Regions from separate parts of the Sus scrofa genome. Here region 2 is linked to region 1. A link is a contact called in public HiChIP or PLAC-seq data. All regions are on one chromosome and are shown on one strand. The core of a region is the stretch at or near the end of the contact, and the rest is flanking DNA. Distances in the headings are between cores, read along the strand shown.

Region 1 (5,994 bases), core at 2,791-5,290:
GTGGGTTTATAAAGGCCAGATAATCAACCGACAGGGTCTTCTGGCTAGCTGGCATTAGGGACACCTCTACTATATTGAATTTTATCTTAAAAATTACTGTTCTTACCTTTATTGTTATAACAAATAACAGTGTTTAATAATTAAACATTATTACAAAATAAAACTCAATTTTACCCACTATATTTCTTTAAGTACTCTATACACTATAGTACATAGGATACTTATATGCTGCAAATTAAATATTTAAAAATATCCAGGAACCTCTAAATAGGCTTACCCCAACACTAGGAGGAAAAAAGTCAAACCTAAATATGACCAAGCACTAGATTAAACCTACAGGACTCCAACACACAGGAAATACAGAGGATAGAGGAACATATGAAACTATACCATGGAGATGCAACTGGCAAAGACTGAGAAAAAGAAGAGAGCATCTTTCTTTCTTCTAATAATGCAGCGTAATCAAATTGGGTCAAACCTTCTATTCTTCATACCAAGAACTCTAACATTTAAAAAATAACCAGTGTAGCATGATGTCATGGCCACACAATGGTCAAGGAACTGATCCCAGGTGTCAGTTTGCCTGGGCTCGATATGATAACACATTTGTGCCTGATTTCACAGAAAGTTGGGTTTGAACACCAGCTATGCCATTTTCTGGTTCCATGACTTGAATAACTTACTGAATTTACCCATGCTTCATTTTCCATTTTTGTTAAATGTGGAGCCTACCTCACAACATACGGTTGTTATGAAAACTCCATACACGTTAATTGCTTAATCCATACCAGTAATTGTTATAGCATTGCTATTTTAGATTAACTATATTTAACACTCCCTGAAATTCTCTGACCAAAACCACAAGTGGCAGGTAGTCTAATAAGACTGATGCCATTCTTTAGTCTATCCTCCTCTCCCCACCCTCTCATCACAGAAACTCCTTTGTGGGCTTTCAATACTGCAGGGGTCCTGGGAGTGGAGTGGTCAATTTCTTTGAATAAACTTTCACTTCCCCAAAACATATCATTCACACCGTCATATATACTCCATCTAGTTACTGGAGACTTTTTCTATTTTTTTCCTCTGTTTTCGAGAAACCGGCTCAGCATGTCCTAGAACCTAAATTTACAACTTTCATCTCGTTGAAATTAACAGCATATAAATACCTGCAAATGTTGACTTCCCCAGAAGTTGGTCTCTCACGGCTCTAAGAATTAAATTATTTTTCTAGCTACTCTTTACTGCCTAAGGTGTACTTTACATATCCTGTTTCATTTGCTCCTCCCAACAATCCTATGAAATAAATAGGAAACTGACAAAAGTGGCTGAACCTTAAGATTATATTTGCATTTAAAGGATGGAGAAGAGTCTCTTGACAGGTCTAATTCTAATTACAGGCATTATCGAACGTTTTCTTTTAAACAGTGTAGGACATAACTTGCGTCAACCACCCCTCCCCTGTTTTGGCCCCGCCCACGGCAGGAGGAAGTTTCCAGGCCATTGATGGAACCCGCACCATAGCCGGGACAATGCCGGGTCCTTAACTGCCAGGCCACCAAGGAACTCAAACCCGGCCTTTTAAAAAAAACTTCAGCTGAAACAGATGTTTAGGAAAAATGACTGGCGGTTCTTTCCAACAGTAATTAAAGGACATGCCAGCAGAACTGCGAAAGCGCGGGTTTTCGCGACACCTTCCGGGGTCTGCGACCGCCCCTGGCGGGAGGGGCCACGGCCAAGGGCGGGGACAGGGCCACCCCACTTCTTGCCTAGCACGCGGCAACGCCGACTCACCTGCGTGGCCCTCAGCCGCGCCCGCACCTCCTGCAGCAGGAAGGGCTCTAGGCCGCGGCTCGCGGTGCAGAAGAAGCGGGCGCCCACTGCAGGCCCGAAGCGGGGATCTCCCGTCGCTACCGCCATGGCTTTCAGGGTCACGTGGCCTCGGGCGCGCGCGGCGCGTCCCCGCAAGTGGCGGGCAGGGGCTGGCAGGCAGCTGGTTGCCGAAGGAGACCCGGGTGGGAAGGGTAGAATTACCTGGAAGGAGGGGCCCCTGTGGGTCTTTGACTAAAGTCAAAACTACCTCAAGATGTTTAGAACTTGGGAACACTTCTAAAGAGTAAATTTTTAAAAGTTTAGATTTTATATTACTTGACCTAAAAATAGAGCTGATGTCAAGCTATCACAAAACAAGTTAACATACATGAAATACCTTGTCTTGTCAAGATTGTGGGGGAACCGAAATATTTCACTGGAAATGTATGGTTTTAAGGTTCAAGTCTTACAAACAAACTGATGCGAACATGTAGACCAGTGATAAGTAGTCAGTGAGCTAGACATTACATTAGCTATTTGTACAAAGATCTTTTCTCACTTGAATATCAAAGGAAAGTTTATAAAATGAACTTCCTCTAAAAATATCATTATGGAGGGTAGAAAACAAAACAACTGAAAAGTCAAGTTAATTAAGAGGACCTAAAAGGTCCTTTATTTGGGGTGCCCAAACATTAGAATAATATGGGTTGGGGCATTAAACTGCCAAATACACTCTCAAAATCAAAAGCATCATTATTCTCTTTATTAAAAAAAATTATCATTAGGCCTACATTCCTTTTACAAGTGAAGAGCATGTAATCAAAAGTAGTTTACAAAATTGTAGAAAGCCACTGTGAAAATCATATACAAGAACACACTTTAAAGATTAACCCTTTGTGAAGATAAAGTATCATGTCTTGAAGTAGTAGAAAGAAATGCATTTTGGTATTTATAATTTCAAACACTGCTGAAGCTACTGATACTGTTTTTCTTCACTTTATTGCTTTTAACTGATGCATATTCAATTACAACACTTGGGGAGAACTGTGGCATTTTAGAATATTTCATCCTAGAATTTATTACTTGAAAATTTATTTATATATACAATATGCTTTTTCCATTTGGAATTAAACCATAACAAAGTGTCTAAAGCCAGCTGATTTTATGTCTAACACTTCAGAAGATAAAATAACAGCCTTTATTAAAGTAAAAACAGCTTTATTATCCGCTAACATGTCTAAGCAGTTAGCATTTTGCCTTTCTTTTAAAGTTCAGGTATTCAAGTGTAACACAAAGATGAAAAGCTTAAGCCCAGGCAAAATCGTAATGTATAGTAACATAAGGAGATACCGAATTTTTCCTTATTCTACGGATGCCATTTAATTTCGGAATTAATTTTAAAGTGCTAAGTGAAGGGTTGAGGTGGTGTGTGAGCTTTTTTGGTTCATTTTAGGAGAATTAAAAAATATATTTTAATTCTTAAAAAGGTATCCAGTCTACGAGGAGCAGAGAATCTTCAAAAAACAAAACAAAAAAACCCCCAATAAACTCTTATGCAGTCATCCCATTAAATAACTAAGAACGTGACTATCTTCCTAGCTGAACCCCACTACCCTCTATCATCATGACCCACTAAAAAGTAAAAATTGGGTGGCTTATCAGGACTTGAGTTAATGTTATCTTTTCTAGATGGGTTGATAAAGGTCAACTAATCAGACAGGGCCTCTGTCCAGCTGGCATTAGGGACACCTCTAGTATGTTGAATTGTATCTTAAAAATTACTGTTCCTACCTTTATTATAATAAGTAGCAGTGTTTAGTATATTAAACATTATTACAAAATAAAGCTTAATTTTACCCAATATATTTGCTTAAAGTACGCTACACACTATATACTACAGCACATTGGATATTTATACGCCAGTAGAACTCCGAGGGCTGGGACGTCGCCTCGGTGGGTTCGGAAGCCGAGCGCGCGGTTCTTCGCGTCATTTTCCGGGATCTGAGACGGACCCGGCGGGGAGGTGCCTTGCTTCCTGCCCGGGCACGCGTCGATGCCGACTCACCTGCGTGGCCCTCAGCCGCGTCCGCACCTCCCGCAGCAGGAAGGGCTCCAGGCCGCGGCTCGCGGTGCAGAAGAAGCGGGTGCCCGCTGCGGGCCCGAAGTGGAGATCTTCGGTCACTGCCGCCATGGCTTTGGAAGAGGGGGGAGGTCACGTGGCCTCGGGAGCGCGCGGCGCGTCCCCGAGGCCCCGGAAGTGCCGGCAGGGGCCGGAAGGTCAGATGTCGTCTAAAAAGACCCGGGAAAGGTCCCGGGAGGGTCAGATTGGCTGGGAGGGGCGTCTTTGGATCTCCTTGGTTAACTGCGTGAAACCTCCTTGATTAGGCATCTGGAATGATTTAGAATCAGAGGTGAAAGGGAAATGACTGAGATATATAATTGTGTTATATAAAAAGGATGTATTCACAGAAGGTGGCTGAATTCACTTTAGAATGAATAAAGCCTGCCATTGATTGTTAGGTACTTGGCAAATGGTATCATGACATAACTTTGCCTCAGATGCTCAGGGCCTCACAGTGTTAAGAAAATGAATGATGTCAGTAGGGAAGCAACATAGATTATGGAATACCGCAAAGACTGATGCATTACTTAAAATATCCAATAGGTTTCACCCTAATTCCCTTCCTGTAGTGAGTAGGAGATAAGATGATTCGTGCTAAGAGCAAGATGTATGAATAAGAAATCCTATTCCAACTGATTAATTGTTGGCAAATGAAAAGAATAACCTGTTAAAAAAATGTTTTCAAATTAACATCTGTAACTGCTACGCTTAAAAGGAGTATAACAAAATCAAGATACCTGAGTAATAGGCCCTTTTCTTGTACCTCAGAGAAGACAGTTCATCAGAAGTCAGAACTTGAATAATATGGCATCATAACATGTGCTCTCATTTCTACCCTTTGACTATAATAATAATAAAAACAAGCAATAGAAATCAAGCATGCTATGCATTAGCATAACTTTAAAACACATTATATCTCTGATATCATTTAAAAATATATAGTCATGAAAGATTTTTTTAAAGGGTGTATAATATCATCTCATTCATCTGTCTTGTTTTTCAGATTGAGGAAATTGATACCTAGAGAAGGCAAGGGACCATGGGTTAGTGGCACAGCTGACACTGGAGCCTAGCCATCTTTATATCTAATATACTGAGCTTTATTTCCTTCTTCCCAACTCCCTCCATTCTACTCCTTCACCATTTCCCCTACTCTTCTCACATTTGAAGCCCTGCTCTGTCCTCACCAAGCATTACACCCAAACTGGGAATCCTCAGGCAAAAGAGCAGAAATTCCTGCTCTCCAACGAAATGTGTTTATGTTCACAGGTCACATTTCATGCACTAAATTAACCATCAGGGTAATGAATGTACATTCAGTCTGGGCCACCTAATTTGATTAACTCTCTTTACAGTATTTAAAGGGATTCTTTAAAACTCTGAATTTTAAATTGACAATGAATATGTTACTTGGGGAGAACAGAATTCTTATAAATATTATAAAACGAACAGCATTGAATTAACTCTGTAGTTGTATGAATCAGATATATAGACACTATCAAATGTATGTCTCTGGCAAGTGAGTGAAATGACTTATTGGGGATGGTAGGGGTGGCGGTGTAGTAGTGGTGTAGTGTTTTAGGTAGATGGAGCAGCAGGTGCAAATGTGAGCGTGTGTGTGTGTGTGTGTGTGTGTGTGTGTGTGACAGAAAGGCTATAATAGCAGTTAGGTATTATTAGACCATAAATTAGATGAGGTCATGAGAGATAAAGGTAGAGAGGTGGGTAGGAGCAGATTAAGGCAGTGCTGCTCAAGGCAGATTCAGAAATAACTTCTCCAGCCTTGGGCTGGCCACCAATTCCTGGACAGAACTAAGGCTGAGTTGAGACTGCAGTCCTCTAGAGCCAATATTCCTCTTACCTCTCCTCACTTTTCCCTTCTTCTGTTGTCTTGGTCCCCCTAGGAGCCTTGGGTCAGCAAGGTGAGGGGCTACTTTTGTTCCAGTGGGGAGTCAAGTGCATTTACTCACCTTTGGACCCTGCTGTAGCACTGGCCTTCCAACTATGCTTTTCACACCACGCTTGAGATGAAATAGGTGGAGTGTTGCCTCCTTAAGGAGAAA
Region 2 (5,697 bases), core at 2,841-5,340, 330 kb before region 1:
TTCTTTTCAGGGAACATGGGCTTCTCTGAAAACATAATGAATAACATAAGCCATCTCTCCAGAAAAAATACACACATACAACATTAAGCCTATTAATTTAAGAGGGTTTTGTAGGCCTCCTGAGGCCTAAGCACAGAGCTCTTTCTAGCTCTAACTCCCAGGTCCCTAGGTCACTTCCATCTACCAGATAAAGCCCAGAGTTACAGGACATTTGAAAGTATGTATGACCTTTTAACCTATGTTTTCATGTATTTTTAATACAGTGCAGAGGAAATGTATTTTTGCATTTTGGGGCCTCAAAAAAATGAAAACTTATTTATTGAGTGAAACTCAAGTCATTTAACACCATAAATAGAAGGGCATATGATGGTAATACTTTCACAAAACAGCTCTGACAGGCTAAATGAATTTACAAGGCCACAAAGCTAACACATACCAGATCTTCCACATCCTAACTCAGTACTTCTTAACTAAATCAAGCCACCTTAAATATAATAAGCATATTATTAAATTGGGTAGGACATAGTATTCAAAATAAAAGTCCCTTAAAACACCAACCTTCTAAGAATGACTATAAATAATCAGGTCTCTAACTTATTTACTTAACCAGATCATTCCATTTTTAGCACCTAAACACTAACAAATTAAGGAGCAAATTATATATACTGGCTTTTTAAAAAACTTTTAATGCACACCTCTCTACTTACCACCATTTCTAAAATTAATGAAAACTCAAAACAGCAAAACAAATGCAAAAAAACCTATTATCGGAGTTCCCATTGTGGCTCAGAGGTTAACGAACCCAACTAGTATCCATGAGGACTCAGGTTCGATCCCTGACCTCGCTCAGTGGGTTAAGGATCCAGCGTTGCCGTGAGCTTAGCTGTGGTGTAGGTCGAAAATGTAGCTCGGATACCATGTTGCTATGGCTGTGGTGCAGGCCAGCAGCCACAACTACAATTTGACCCCTAGCCTGGGAAACTCCATATGCCTCGGATGCAGCCTTAAAAATAAAGACAAAAAAAAAAAAAACAAAAAAAAAACCTATTATCTTTACAGCATAAACATGATTATGTTCAGACAAAAATACAAATAGTTTAAGCCTTTGGTTATTTAGCAAGCAGAGGATATGATGCCAAAAACCACACGGCGTTTCTCTGCTTTGGGCCCCTGGTATTAAGAGTCTGGCAGGCAGGGATCAAGCATTTATTATCTGATGTCCCCTTGGCAGACTCTACAAAAACAGTGAGGCCTGGCTGCACAGCAGGAGTTAGGTATTCCAACTACTACTTAAAGATCCACTTTAACTCAAAGTGTGGTTGCAAATGAAATACTGAACCAAGTGTGTGCCTCTGTTTCTCCACTGGAAATTCGATAATATATTATCTGTCTATATCCCGTCTTCAGACAAAAGCAGTACTGCCTAAGGGTTAAGAATGCAGTGGCTAAAGGAACTGGTTCACATTTTGGCTTTGCCACCTACCAACTTTGGCAAGTTACCATAACCTCCCTGTGCCTCAGTTTCTTCCATTGCAAAATGGACTTAATAACAGGGTCTATTTCAGGGATTGTTGTAAGAATTAAGTAAGTTAATACATGGAGAAGTCTTAAGAGCTGTGCCTGGTAAGGAATAAGCACTCTACAAATGTTAGCTTATATTATCATTATTTTAAACAGACGACAACAATAATCAACTTATGCCTGTACTGTACTTAGACGTCCTTAGGAAATCACAGGCCCTAATTTTTTTTTTTTTTTTTACTTTTTAATCATGTGGCTTAACTACCAGCTGTTTTTTTCTAAATATAGTAAATAATGGCCAATTATTTTTGCAAAGAACTGAAAAAGAATTTACTGTCCACAATGCCACCTAAGTCTGACACATCAGCAAAGTTTCAGTTAACTTTGTATCTGGATACAACCAGACTCCCTTAAACCACCTCTAAGCTACCTGGATCCACTCACTTCGACTTTCACAATCCCTACAAATTCCAAACACAATACCATAATGGTCATTCTCACAGTGACCTCCTAGCTGCTCTTTACCCCTGGCCCTCCATCTCCATTCCCCACACGACAGAAGGCAAACCTGATAAAAATCCAAATCTAAGTTCACTCTCCTACTTAAAACCTTTGCAATGGCTCCCTTTTGGGCTAAAGAGAAGTCCCATCTCTTTATAAGACCTAAAAGGCCTGCATGATTCTGAAACCATAATCCCCCTCTGGCTGCTCAGGCCATACATGCCTTCTTTAAATCCTTACCCTGTTCCTTGGGGCCTCCAAGCCTTCACAGATCATGCTCCCTCTAACTGGCATATCCCCCTCTTCACTGCCTCGGACTCCTCAGAGGAGATGAGGTCCCTCTGTTATATGCTCTCATAACCCTAATCCTAATCCTCTCTTCTCCTCTGCAGCACAAAATAAAACTGCAATAAAATTATTTCAATGGTTATTTAATATTGTTCCTCTCCAAAAAATAAAGACAAGTAAGACTTGGGAAGATGTCTCTTTTACTACTATAACCCAAGTGCTTCGAAAGATGCACAGTACCTTATATGCAAGGCACCCGTGTTGTTTTATGCAGAAAAGTGGTGAAATAAGTGATGATGGAAAGCAAATCATCCACAAAACAAGACTAATGCAGATTACTGGCTGCACTGTACTAAATACCTACCTTACCATATGTGTTACAGTGAAGCAAAAGCAAAAATCTACCGCTTCAATCTGGACAAAAGAAAGTTAAGACTAAACTTTCCAAAGTAAAATTAGTTCCCTTGCACAGCTTCAGGTGTTATGTGAAACAGGAGGAGTTCCACTTCAGTTACAAGTAAGAAGATACTCGACCAAATCAAGACTGCTGCCACATTTGGCACTAGCCTCCTCTTCTTGGCAGTCTCTGCGGGGCCAAGAGTTGAGCTGGCCAGGGAAGCATGATTTATCTCCCACATTTAGAAGTGGTCCCTCTACAACAGGAATGCTGTACTACTAATGGACTTTGAATCCTCACCTTGTCATACCAGTACCTTTCCTAAGTATTTGCTAAATAAAAAAAAGCTGATTCCTATGTACCACTAGCAAAAACAAGTTTAATAAAGCACCATATTCCGATTTGAGCTGGAGAAAACAAAGTTGCTCTTTCGTCAGAGAGAGAAAGTTATACTAACTAGATCTCTCTTTCTTTACAAAACAAAGTCATTACTTGGAAAATTAAAAGAAACTAGCCTGCGGACGCTAAGAGGCTAAAAGCTGAGGGGTGGTCGATGTCGGCTGCCCAGTGCAATCACCACCAGGTCTGGAGGACAGCAGTTGCCAACGCATCGCGGACAACCCCAGGTCCGCATGAAGCACGCAGGTTTGACAGACGCCAAACCCCTGCGGTCCGGCTGGCCGCCCGGATCCTGCCAATGCAACAAACGCGATGACCCTCTCTGCGCGCGGATGAGCAGCGTAGCCGCCGCCGGTCAGCCCTCCCCGGGAAATGTGCGTCCGGGGCAAGATCAGGTAAGGACTCGGAGGTCCCCGGGTTAATCGTCTGGCCCTTTGTTCGCTGCACGGCCGCGGAGCCCTGGGCGCCCGCTGCTCCTCCTCCCCCACGGCTCCCGGACGCCAGCGTCTCTCGCCGAGAGGCAGCGGCTCGCCGGCGCCCCGGGCCCTCCCCGCGGCGGGTCAGCGCCCCCGAGGCCTCGGCGGCGCGCGGCCCCTCACCCTCACCTTGTAGACGTCGCCGTAGGTGCCGCTGCCGATGCGCTGAATCAGCTCGAAGTCTTCCTGCGGGTTCCGGCGGGACAGATCGAAACCGGGGTTCATGGCGGGCCCCGGGTGCCCCCCGCCTCCCTCCCGAGCAGGGGAGGGGGGCGCTCAGGGGGCCACACGGAGAGTGGGAGCCGCAGCCGGCCCCCTGCTCCCCCGGCGGTCACAATCGCCCGGCCCCACGCTGCGGCCGCCGCCGCGGACGACGACGACCGGCCTAACCGTCCCCGCCCCCCGCAGCCCGCCGCGGCGCCGAACCCGGGTCACACCCACACGGAGCGAAGAACGCTCGCAGCCCCTCGCTCCGGGTGAAACTCCAACATGGCTTCCGCTTTCGCCGCTCCTCCCCCTCCCCTTACTCCGGCTCCTCCACCCTCCTCCCTCTTTTCCCGGCTCTGGCGCGACTGCGCAGCCGCGATCCCGGAGGGAGCGCTCTCCGACCCCGCGCGCGGCCCGCCCGGTGCGCGCTCCGCTTCGCGCGCCTCTCGAGCTAGGGCAGACTGCCTGCACTACCCGGCCCGAGCGGACCGTGGACCCGCGCGCGACGGCTGCCGTGAGGTGCCAGAAAAGGTTCGCGTGCCCCTGGGACCACCGGCCGGGGGGAAGGACTGGGGGAGGGGGGCAAGCAGAAAAGAGCCCTTGGTGGCCTCTCATTCCCCCAGCGCCTCATCAGGTCCACATCCTAAGCAGGTAGCATAGTTTTAATCTGCAAGACGACCAGTGACCCAAACTATTCTTTTTTTCAGAAACAGCTACATATAGAACACAGCCCACTACCACAGACTTTCAGGGGTCGTCCTGAGGAAAGCCCTTGGGAAAGTGAGCTGTGCGTGGTCCACTCAGGCCCTTGGACTTGACCTGCCAGTGTGCAAAAGAAGATAGGCCAGGAGGGCGGCTGGGAGGAGTCGGTGGGCGTGGGAAAACACGAGAGAAAATGCGCCAAACGGCCTCCAGCTAGCCTCCATGAAGGGCGTGGGAGCAGACAGAGCCCAGCACTAAAGCTTGACCTTGACCAGAGACGTCTGGATATCAAAGACCCGGGCGGGGACTGTGTAAGCTGTCAAGCAACCTTCTGGAGGAGAGGTGAGGGTTGGGGTGAAGTGTGGACAAGATCCCTTCCCACAGCTGAAATGTCAACACGTGATGATATGGAAGCTCTATAGTTTACCTACCCTAAGCCCCACCCTGCATAAGACCCAGATTGCAAGCACTGCGTGCCATCTCTGTGAACACTAGCACCAGCTCTTACCATCTGTCCAAGAAAGCATGTGGGTATGGGGGATTAATTTTTGTTCTCGATAAATTGACCACTAGGCATTCTCAAAAGCTTTGATCAAGTAGGTAGGTGATGGCCACTTTGGCAATACCACTTTGGAGCTTTGCTTCAGAAACGCTTTCCTAATACTCTTAGGCTCCACATCTTCTGAACATTAATGTTCCCAAATGCCTTATGGCTCCCTGAGAAACTAGGTCTTATCAAACCAGTTGAGGATAAAATAAGTATAATCAAATAATAGTCAAGTGAAATACTTAGAGTTAACTGCCTCATACTTTTTTTGTCTTTTCAATCCTTTGGCTTATGGCAAGATTGCATGTTTACTAAATTCTCAAGTTGTTTGCTCTGGGCATCTATTGACTGAAAGATGTTGGGAAATGACCATCTCTTGACCTGTACAAGCCGACTTTCAGTTGTCTAGTTTTTAATTATTTTAAAGTATCAGTACTATGAACATCATCACTTAAATTGCTACCTGATGAGTACTTATCTTTGGGTTTCTTCTTCATCTTATTTTTTTTTTTTTATTGGCTGCACCCATGGCATGTGGAAGTTCCCATGCCAGGAATTGTATCTGAGCTGCAGGTGCAATCTTCAGTTGTGACAACACCAGATTCTAACCCACTGCACAGGGCTGGGGATTGAACCTATGCCTCTGCAGCAACCCTAGG

What was found. HiChIP or PLAC-seq counts read pairs in DNA pulled down with a chosen protein or histone mark.
Region 2: a contact with region 1 is called in an H3K27ac HiChIP or PLAC-seq map of alveolar macrophages. The contact joins the promoter of MAP4K3 here to the promoter of THUMPD2 in region 1. A contact is called at or near these places in 1 of 47 Hi-C or Micro-C datasets (heart right ventricle) and 2 of 2 datasets of contacts at active chromatin or transcription factors (alveolar macrophages and skeletal muscle).

The regions. Positions count from the first base shown.
Region 1 is chr3:100,555,214-100,561,207 of Sscrofa11.1, reverse strand. It overlaps THUMPD2 (THUMP domain-containing protein 2), which reads right to left and starts at 4,040. Exons shown (of 12, transcript XR_001303323.2): 1 at 3,875-4,040; 2 at 1,792-2,031.
Region 2 is chr3:100,885,541-100,891,237 of Sscrofa11.1, reverse strand. It overlaps MAP4K3 (mitogen-activated protein kinase kinase kinase kinase 3), which reads right to left and starts at 4,090. Exons shown (of 34, transcript XM_021088336.1): 1 at 3,712-4,090. The coding sequence starts at 3,807. It overlaps TMEM178A (transmembrane protein 178A), which reads left to right and starts at 4,215. Exons shown (of 7, transcript XM_021088345.1): 1 at 4,215-4,320.